2 separate regions of the Rattus norvegicus genome follow, and region 2 is linked to region 1. Evidence: chromatin contacts called from public Hi-C data. All regions are on one chromosome and are shown on one strand. Each heading gives the region's core, a stretch centred on a gene start, on an enhancer-like site or on the middle of the called end of the contact. The rest is flanking DNA. Distances are from core to core; before and after follow the strand shown. Region 1 holds the start of Tial1 (Tia1 cytotoxic granule-associated RNA binding protein-like 1). Region 2 overlaps Bag3 (BAG cochaperone 3).

What was found. A called contact is a pair of places that touch in the nucleus more often than the background predicts.
Region 2: a contact with region 1 is called in a Hi-C map of mammary epithelial cells, with 1.6 times the contacts expected there. The contact joins the enhancer-like site here to the promoter of Tial1 in region 1. A contact is called at or near these places in 2 of 12 Hi-C or Micro-C datasets (kidney and mammary epithelial cells).

Annotation. Positions count from the first base shown.
Region 1 is chr1:192,459,973-192,463,502 of GRCr8, forward strand. Tial1 (Tia1 cytotoxic granule-associated RNA binding protein-like 1) reads right to left here and starts at 1,858. Exons shown (of 12, transcript NM_001013193.1): 1 at 1,619-1,858. The coding sequence starts at 1,650.
Region 2 is chr1:192,550,340-192,553,869 of GRCr8, forward strand. It overlaps Bag3 (BAG cochaperone 3), which reads left to right. Exons shown (of 4, transcript NM_001011936.1): 2 at 1-171; 3 at 1,664-2,065. Among named protein-coding and RNA genes, the nearest start is that of Bag3, 19 kb to the left of the region's middle. Within about 2 kb of position 1,627, at least 5 of the 93 cell types and tissues checked have an H3K27ac peak or open chromatin away from gene starts, as enhancers often do.

The DNA.
Region 1 (3,530 bases), core at 608-3,107:
ATTTAGATACAATGTAACTGCCGCCCTCCTTGAACAGCTACTTCTAGGCCTTAAGTCCAGCTTCCCCAGATGCTTCCATCACAGTACTCACGGCTAAATACAAAATACCAAGCCTTGGCTTAAACAATCGCTGAAGAACAAATTTCAAATTTTGTCTCAATTATCTTTTTTCTGAGGAAGGCAGAAATGGAAAAATCACACACACACACACACACACACACACACACACACACACACACACACGCAAAGATTTTTTTCATTCAGGGGTATGGTACGTTTAGGATGTTTTCAAGTTCCCCAAACCAGATGTTAAGAGAAATAAAAATGTAAAGTATAAACAATGCTTAAAAAAAAGTATCAACGCTGAATAAAGATATGGACCTTCTTTAATAAACATATTCCTGCTACGAACGAAGCTCTGAGAAGCTTAGAGGTTCTCAACGTCTATCTACCGTCTTGCATTCCCCAAAAAGTACTTTCCCCATCAGCCGACCCAGCCAAGTGGACTCTGATCATCATATCAATCAATACTAGGCAGAGGGAGGCAAGAGAGACAAAGCAGCAAGCTGACTCTGTGTAGTTACTCCAGGCAGGAGTAGTAGGCCTGAAGAGGCTGGGAAAACCCAAGGTGCTCACTTTAAACAATGAATTGGAAATTACTCAGATGCAGGGGGGAAAAAAAAGACTGCCACACTATTTGGAAAGGAATACAGACGCTGAGTCATCACTCTGCATTGGGGAAAAGAAGGAAACGCCAATTAAGCGGTTGGAAGATGCGATTCATTCATTAGATTGGGCTTCAGGTGAAACCCGACAGCTAAACCGCGAAAAATAGCACTCAAAAGACACGCATCAAATAGCGGGAGCAGACATCCTTTTATCGAACTCTGATGGTCCGGACGCACAAACGGATTTAGGAAGCGGCATCACTAACTGAGTGAAAGGAGTTTAACTGGTTGTCAGTTTGGCGCAGTGAGCGCTCAAAGTAAACTTCGTTATCCAAGGGACAGAGGTGGTGCACGGCAGCAAAAGGCAATCACTTTGGCACTTCAAAAGCAGCAGGCGCTAGGCGGGTGTTTCTGACAGCGTGGGGCACGTGGGGCAGAAAGAGACAAGGGGTTCCTCTGGTTAAAGAGTGGTAGGCTGGGGAGAAGGACTCGGACCGACTGAGACTGAGGACGTGGACTGCTGAGGACGTGGACTGAGGCTGAGTGTTCACGCCAAAGGATGCAGCAGCAGTCCCACCCCCGCCAAGCCCTGCCCCCGTGGGGACCCATAGCTCCTGGCTCAGCCCGGAGCCCCCCAAAAACAGGGAGAATAGGAGCTCTCCCGTGCCTGACAGCCTCAGCCGTGCACAAGCCCAGCCAAGAGTGTGCAAAAAAGGGGTCGGGAGGAAAAGGTCGAGACAAGCCCTAGACCCTAGGAAGTGACTGTATTTGGGGGGGAAGGGAGGGTTTCCTTCTCTGGGAAGGGGGACAGATGAGGAATGCACTTCACAGCCGCGCCACCGCGAGGCCCGGCTCTCCGCTTCTAGTCCCGGTCTCCGGCTCTCCCTCCCTTAGCATCCCGCAGTGCCCGGGCCACTCGGTGCCTGGCACTCCGGGTCTCGGGTACTCACAGAGTCCGGGGCTGTCCGTCGTCTTCCATCATGGTGGGTGCGACGGAGTGATCCCGGGACAAGGGGGAGGGCAGGGCTGGGGAGGGGAGGGGGCGGGAAGGAAGGGGAGGGGGACTCCGGGCGCCGGCTGGGGACAGAGGAAAAGGTACTGAACCCGGCTCTTGGGCTCGCTCCCCCCAGCCCGCTCCGGACACTGCGCTCCAACCAGGAGGAGCAGGAGGAGGAGGAGGATGAACAAAATGGCCGCCACCACCAGCCAGGCAGGAAACGCGGCAGGGCGCAGGCGCAGCCCGCCAGGTCACTGCTCAGGCCAGCTGCGACGGCCTGTCCGGCAAAAGTGGCTGAAGAGACAGAAAGCCTGGCCAAAGAGTACACCCTACGACTGGACACAACGGACCACGTAGTCGCTGTGGTTCTGCTGGCCGGCGAAGCCCTAACCAGCTCCAAGACAGATCCAAAACAGAGAAAAGCCGCGAAATCAAGTCTCTGGGAATTGCGGTCCCGGGAAAGTGGGGGAAGCCCTTCTCCAGTGGCCTTCTGGGAACTGTAGTTCAAGGAAGACCCAGAGCTTGCCGGAGCGCGAAGGAGAGGTTTCTGGGTAGTGTAGTCGTACGTGAGGACGTGCCGCGACAAAGTAGTCGGCGTGCCGGGAGAGAGCGAGGAATAAAAGGCGGGTGGTCGAAATGAGAGAGGAGCTGTCCGGGAAGTAAACTACAAATCCCAGAGTGCCTCGCGCCGGGGCCCGCCCCAGGATCGCTCCTAGCATCTTAAGGCTTTTCTGTTGGTCCAGTGTGAGCTTCTGCTCCGCCTCCGTCCAGCCCCAGAGCGGTTTCTTCAACTGCGGATCAGGCGGTGTGCTGGCTCCGCGTGGTTCTCCAGCTAGTCGGCCTCGTCCGCCTCTGCCCTCAGAACTGCTGGTCCGTGTTCAACAACCGACGCCTCACGCGACGGGCAGGAGAGAAGCAACTCTGAACCCTGAGGGATGTGGCGGACATCGGGCTACACCGAAGCCAGCCTGGTCTTTGAGCACGTGTTCCGACCAGATAGGCCTTTCTAGACTATACCGCTTGTAACTTGCTTTACAAGTTCCACAAGGATCTCTACCCATTATCTCATCGAATTAGTGGGTAAAGCGGCAAAAGAGCAGCCCCTCATGCAAATGACTTGCGCCTCCACCGCTCTTTCAAATCCCTAGTTAAAACTAAAATATTCGCGTGGTGGCGCACAGTACTGCTGAGCAGGAGGATAATGGATTTAAGGCCAGCCTTGAAATAGATAAGATCTTATCAAAAACTAATAATCAGTGAAAACAGCAAAGAGGCTCAAGGACCAGATCTGGTGCTAAAACATAGCCTGGAGTTAGGTAGTGAGGGACATGGATTGCTAGTATTGAGTTGCTAAAGCAAGAGAGGAGACAGAAATCATGACAATCTACTGGAAGCTGAGCGGTAATGCTCACTGTTAATGACAGGAGGCAGAGACAGGCAGATCTCCGAGTTTGAGGCCAGCCTGGTCTACAGAGTGAGATCCAAGGGATGGAGTGTTAGACATAGGTATAAAACTACATTAGTCATAACCATAACTCTTCATTGGCCCATGCCTAGCCCAATGTACATTTGTTACTATGGCAACAAATTATAAATTTAAACCAACATGCATTATCTTAACAGTCCTAGAGATCAGAAAGGCACATTCAGCCAGGCATACGGTACATGTCTGCAAATCCAGCTCTCAAGAAGTGGATCAGGGGGTTGGGGATTTAGCTCAGTGGTAGAGCGCTTGCCTAGGAAGCGCAAGGCCCTGGGTTCGGTCCCCAGCTCCGGAAAAAAAAAAAAAAAAAGAAGTGGATCAGATGGGTGTCTCCTGAGAGGTTCTGCCAGACCCCTACTGATACAGATGAGGATGCTTGCAG
Region 2 (3,530 bases), core at 377-2,876, 90 kb after region 1:
TACTCCCAGCCTGGGGTGCAGCGATTTCGAACCGAGGCAGCAGCCGCCGCCCCGCAGAGGTCCCAGTCTCCTTTGCGTGGGGGCGTGACAGAAACCACTCAGACAGATAAACAGTGTGGACAGGTGCCGGCAGCTGCAACAGCCCAGCCCCCGACTGCCCACGGACCTGAGGTAAGAGACCCAGTTCATGCTGGGCCAGAAACCGACCTGGTAGTACACGGGGTTCACGGCCTGCAGCCTCAGGGGTTCTTGCTGCAGAGATGGTTGGCAGCCTCACATGGTCCCTGTATCTTACACCTGTAGGTGTAAGATTTTTTTCAGATGGCCAGAGAGCACATGACTTATTTTTGTAGTAGAAGAATTGGCACCAACAGGGTAACTGAGTGACCAAAGTGCATAGAGGTAGAGGCCTCACAGCTTGGAGCAACTGCCTGGCTTCCTATATCAGTGTTCCTATGCACACTGGGCTCTCTGCTTCAGAGAGAGCTGAGTTACTCTGGTCCCTTCAGATGGACAGCAACCATTTGGACCTATGCTGGGAATGAAATCAGGGTGCCATAGATCTCTGTCTTCAGGTGTGCCGTTAAAGGGAATCCAGCATTAAGTCAGAAGGGCAACAGCTTTAGGCTTGAACCCTGACGTTTGCCATTTTGAGGTTTGTTACTAGTGAAAGTGTGTTGCTCACTCGGTTCTGAGCTGAGGTTGTGGCCAACAGACTGGGTAGGGTTGCTAAGTAGTTATGCCTTCCTTTTTCGTCGTCGTCCTCTCGGCAGCTCGTCCCCTGGGTCACTGGCATTGTTCTTGAGGATGAGTCCACATTTCCTGCCTGCGTCAGAGTCCTGATTGTTTTTGACCTCTACTTGTGTTCACTTTCACTGTAGTTAATGTGGGATACTGGAAATCTCTCTCCTTTCTTGGAGATGTGTTTCCTATGTAGGTAATGTTTCTCCAGTACAAGTCAAAACAACACATCGGTCAGAGATCTTAGAAAATGTAAGCCAACAAGGCCGTTAGTGGGGAACCACCTAGGCAGCCATCTTCCTCACCTTCTAGGTGACTAGAAGATAGATCAGAAGAGCAAGGGACCTGGCCTGCACCCAGACACAGGCAGCTCCCAGATGCTTCACTGCATTCTCCAATGAGAGGTTAAGCGGAAAGGAGACATTCAGTAACAACAAACAGACCCAGCGGCCCACACCCTTCCTGTGCACGCCGCTGCCTGCCAACGCACAGGCACAGAGCATCCAGTTAATCCTCAGAGCAACCCATGAGGTGGGCAGGCAGGCTGTCCTTTCCCCATATTTCAGGCAAGGTGCCGAGAACTGTCGAGCTTCCAAGTATTTAAACCCTGGCCCTTTTATTTCAGAGCTCTGGGAGCCTTGTGTATGCTGGGCAGGTGCTCTCCCAATGTCCCAGTGTTCTTAATACTCTATTTGTTAAGTAGAGTGTGCTGGAGAGTGAAACCAGGGTCTCAAGCACACTGAGCACTTGCTCCCTCCCTCACAGAAGTCCACACAGCCCTTATCCTCACACTTTGAAAATGTGTGGCTTTGGGCTTTGGGGATGTGTTGTCCTGGCCAGGTGGTGTCTGGAATATTTGGAGTGCCAGGGCAGCAGGGTCATTCATTCATGGCACCGTGCCTCTGCCCTTTGTCTCTTGCAGCGATCTCAGTCTCCAGCTGCCTCTGACTGCTCATCCTCGTCCTCCTCGGCCAGCCTGCCGTCCTCTGGCAGGAGCAGTCTGGGTAGCCATCAGCTCCCCAGGGGTTACATACCCATCCCCGTGATACATGAGCAGAACATCACCCGGCCAGCAGCCCAGCCCTCCTTCCACCAAGCCCAGAAGACCCACTACCCAGCTCAGCAGGGTGAATACCAGCCCCAGCAGCCTGTGTACCACAAGATCCAGGGGGACGACTGGGAGCCCCGGCCTCTTCGGGCCACATCTCCATTCAGGTCACCTGTCAGAGGTGCATCCAGCCGGGAGGGCTCTCCAGCCAGAAGCGGCACACCGGTTCACTGCCCATCACCCATCCGTGTGCACACGGTGGTTGACAGGCCTCAGGTACGGAGAGTCATGGTTCACAGAAACACAGGTGGCTGAGGCAAGCCGAGAGGTTCTGCAGATGCCCTGGGATTCCTCAAAGCCCTGCCTTGTCAGCATAGCACAACTAGAGACAAATGGAATTCTAGAAGCTGCTGGTCTTTGATGCTCAGGGACAGAGGGGGAGGGAGAGCCTATGGTAAGGCTGTCACTCAGTGCTATCACTCTCACCTCTATGGCCATGTTCCTTAGTGTGCACCACACCTTTCCTCTCCCCATCCCCCCCAACACATACTCTAACCACACTGTGCACTTCAGTTTAAGAGGGGCATTGTTTCTCTTTCTCTATTTCTGTTCTACAAGCCATTCTCTTGATCCCTCTGGGGCATTTGCTCAGGCTGGACCTGTTCTATAAAATAAAAGACCAGTGCAGTCCCCCATCCCTTTGCCTTCTAAGGGATGCCCACCTAGTCTCTCCTCTAAAAGCAACTCCTTTCCCTTCATGCCTTGCACGAGTTCCTTCGGGTTCAGTCCGTGATTATCTTGTGCAATCCAGATGGTCCTCTTATCTCATAAGCTCCGAGCCTGACAGCAAGGGACCTTGTCTGAGACATTCCCCTTTTGCAGTAGGGTATTGTGGTCCTTGGCCACATTGGTGGACAGTAGTGGAAAGCCATTGTGGTCTGGTGGACATCATGGTCACGGCCCTGCGCATCCTCCAGTGAAGCTAGAGATGTTACTGAAACCAGACACCTGCAGCTCAGAGACAGGAAAGGACACTCACTCCCGGCTGTAACATTGAGCAGCTGAATTACTCCTTATCACGGTTTTAAAAGTGAACTCTCCCTATGAGATATTTCCAAAGATCCAAATGTAGAATGTCTTTCTCTTACAGTGATATTATCTCAGTCCTGGAAACAGGAAATCCTCAACTTTTGTTTGTTTTTGCATGCATTGTGCATATGTGTCTGTGATACATGTTTTGTGCATGTACACGCACATCCTTATGAAGGCCCATGGTCAATGGGAGTCTTTCTTGATCTGTCACCACCTTTTACACTGAAGCAGGGTCTCTCACTTGAACCCAGTGCTTGCCGGTACAACTAGTCTACCCAGCTGGCTAGCTTGCTTCGGGGGATATCTTTTTTTTTAATATTTTTTTTTATTCATTTATCATATATAAGTACACTGTAGCTGTCTTCAGATACACCAGAAGAGGGCATTGGATCTCTTTACAGATGGTTGTGAGCCACCATGTGGTTGCTGAGAATTGAACTCAGGACCTCTGGAAGAGTAGTCGGGTGCTCTTAACCGCTGAGCCATCTCTCCAGCCCCTTCGGGGAATATCTTATCTCTGCTTCCTGAGTGCTGGGCTTACAGGTGGACTGCCACACCCATGCATCTGTCCTGTGTGCCCTGGAGGTCCAAACTCTGGCCGTCACTCACGTGTTTGACCTGCTGAGTCATCTCCCCTGCACTGTCTTTA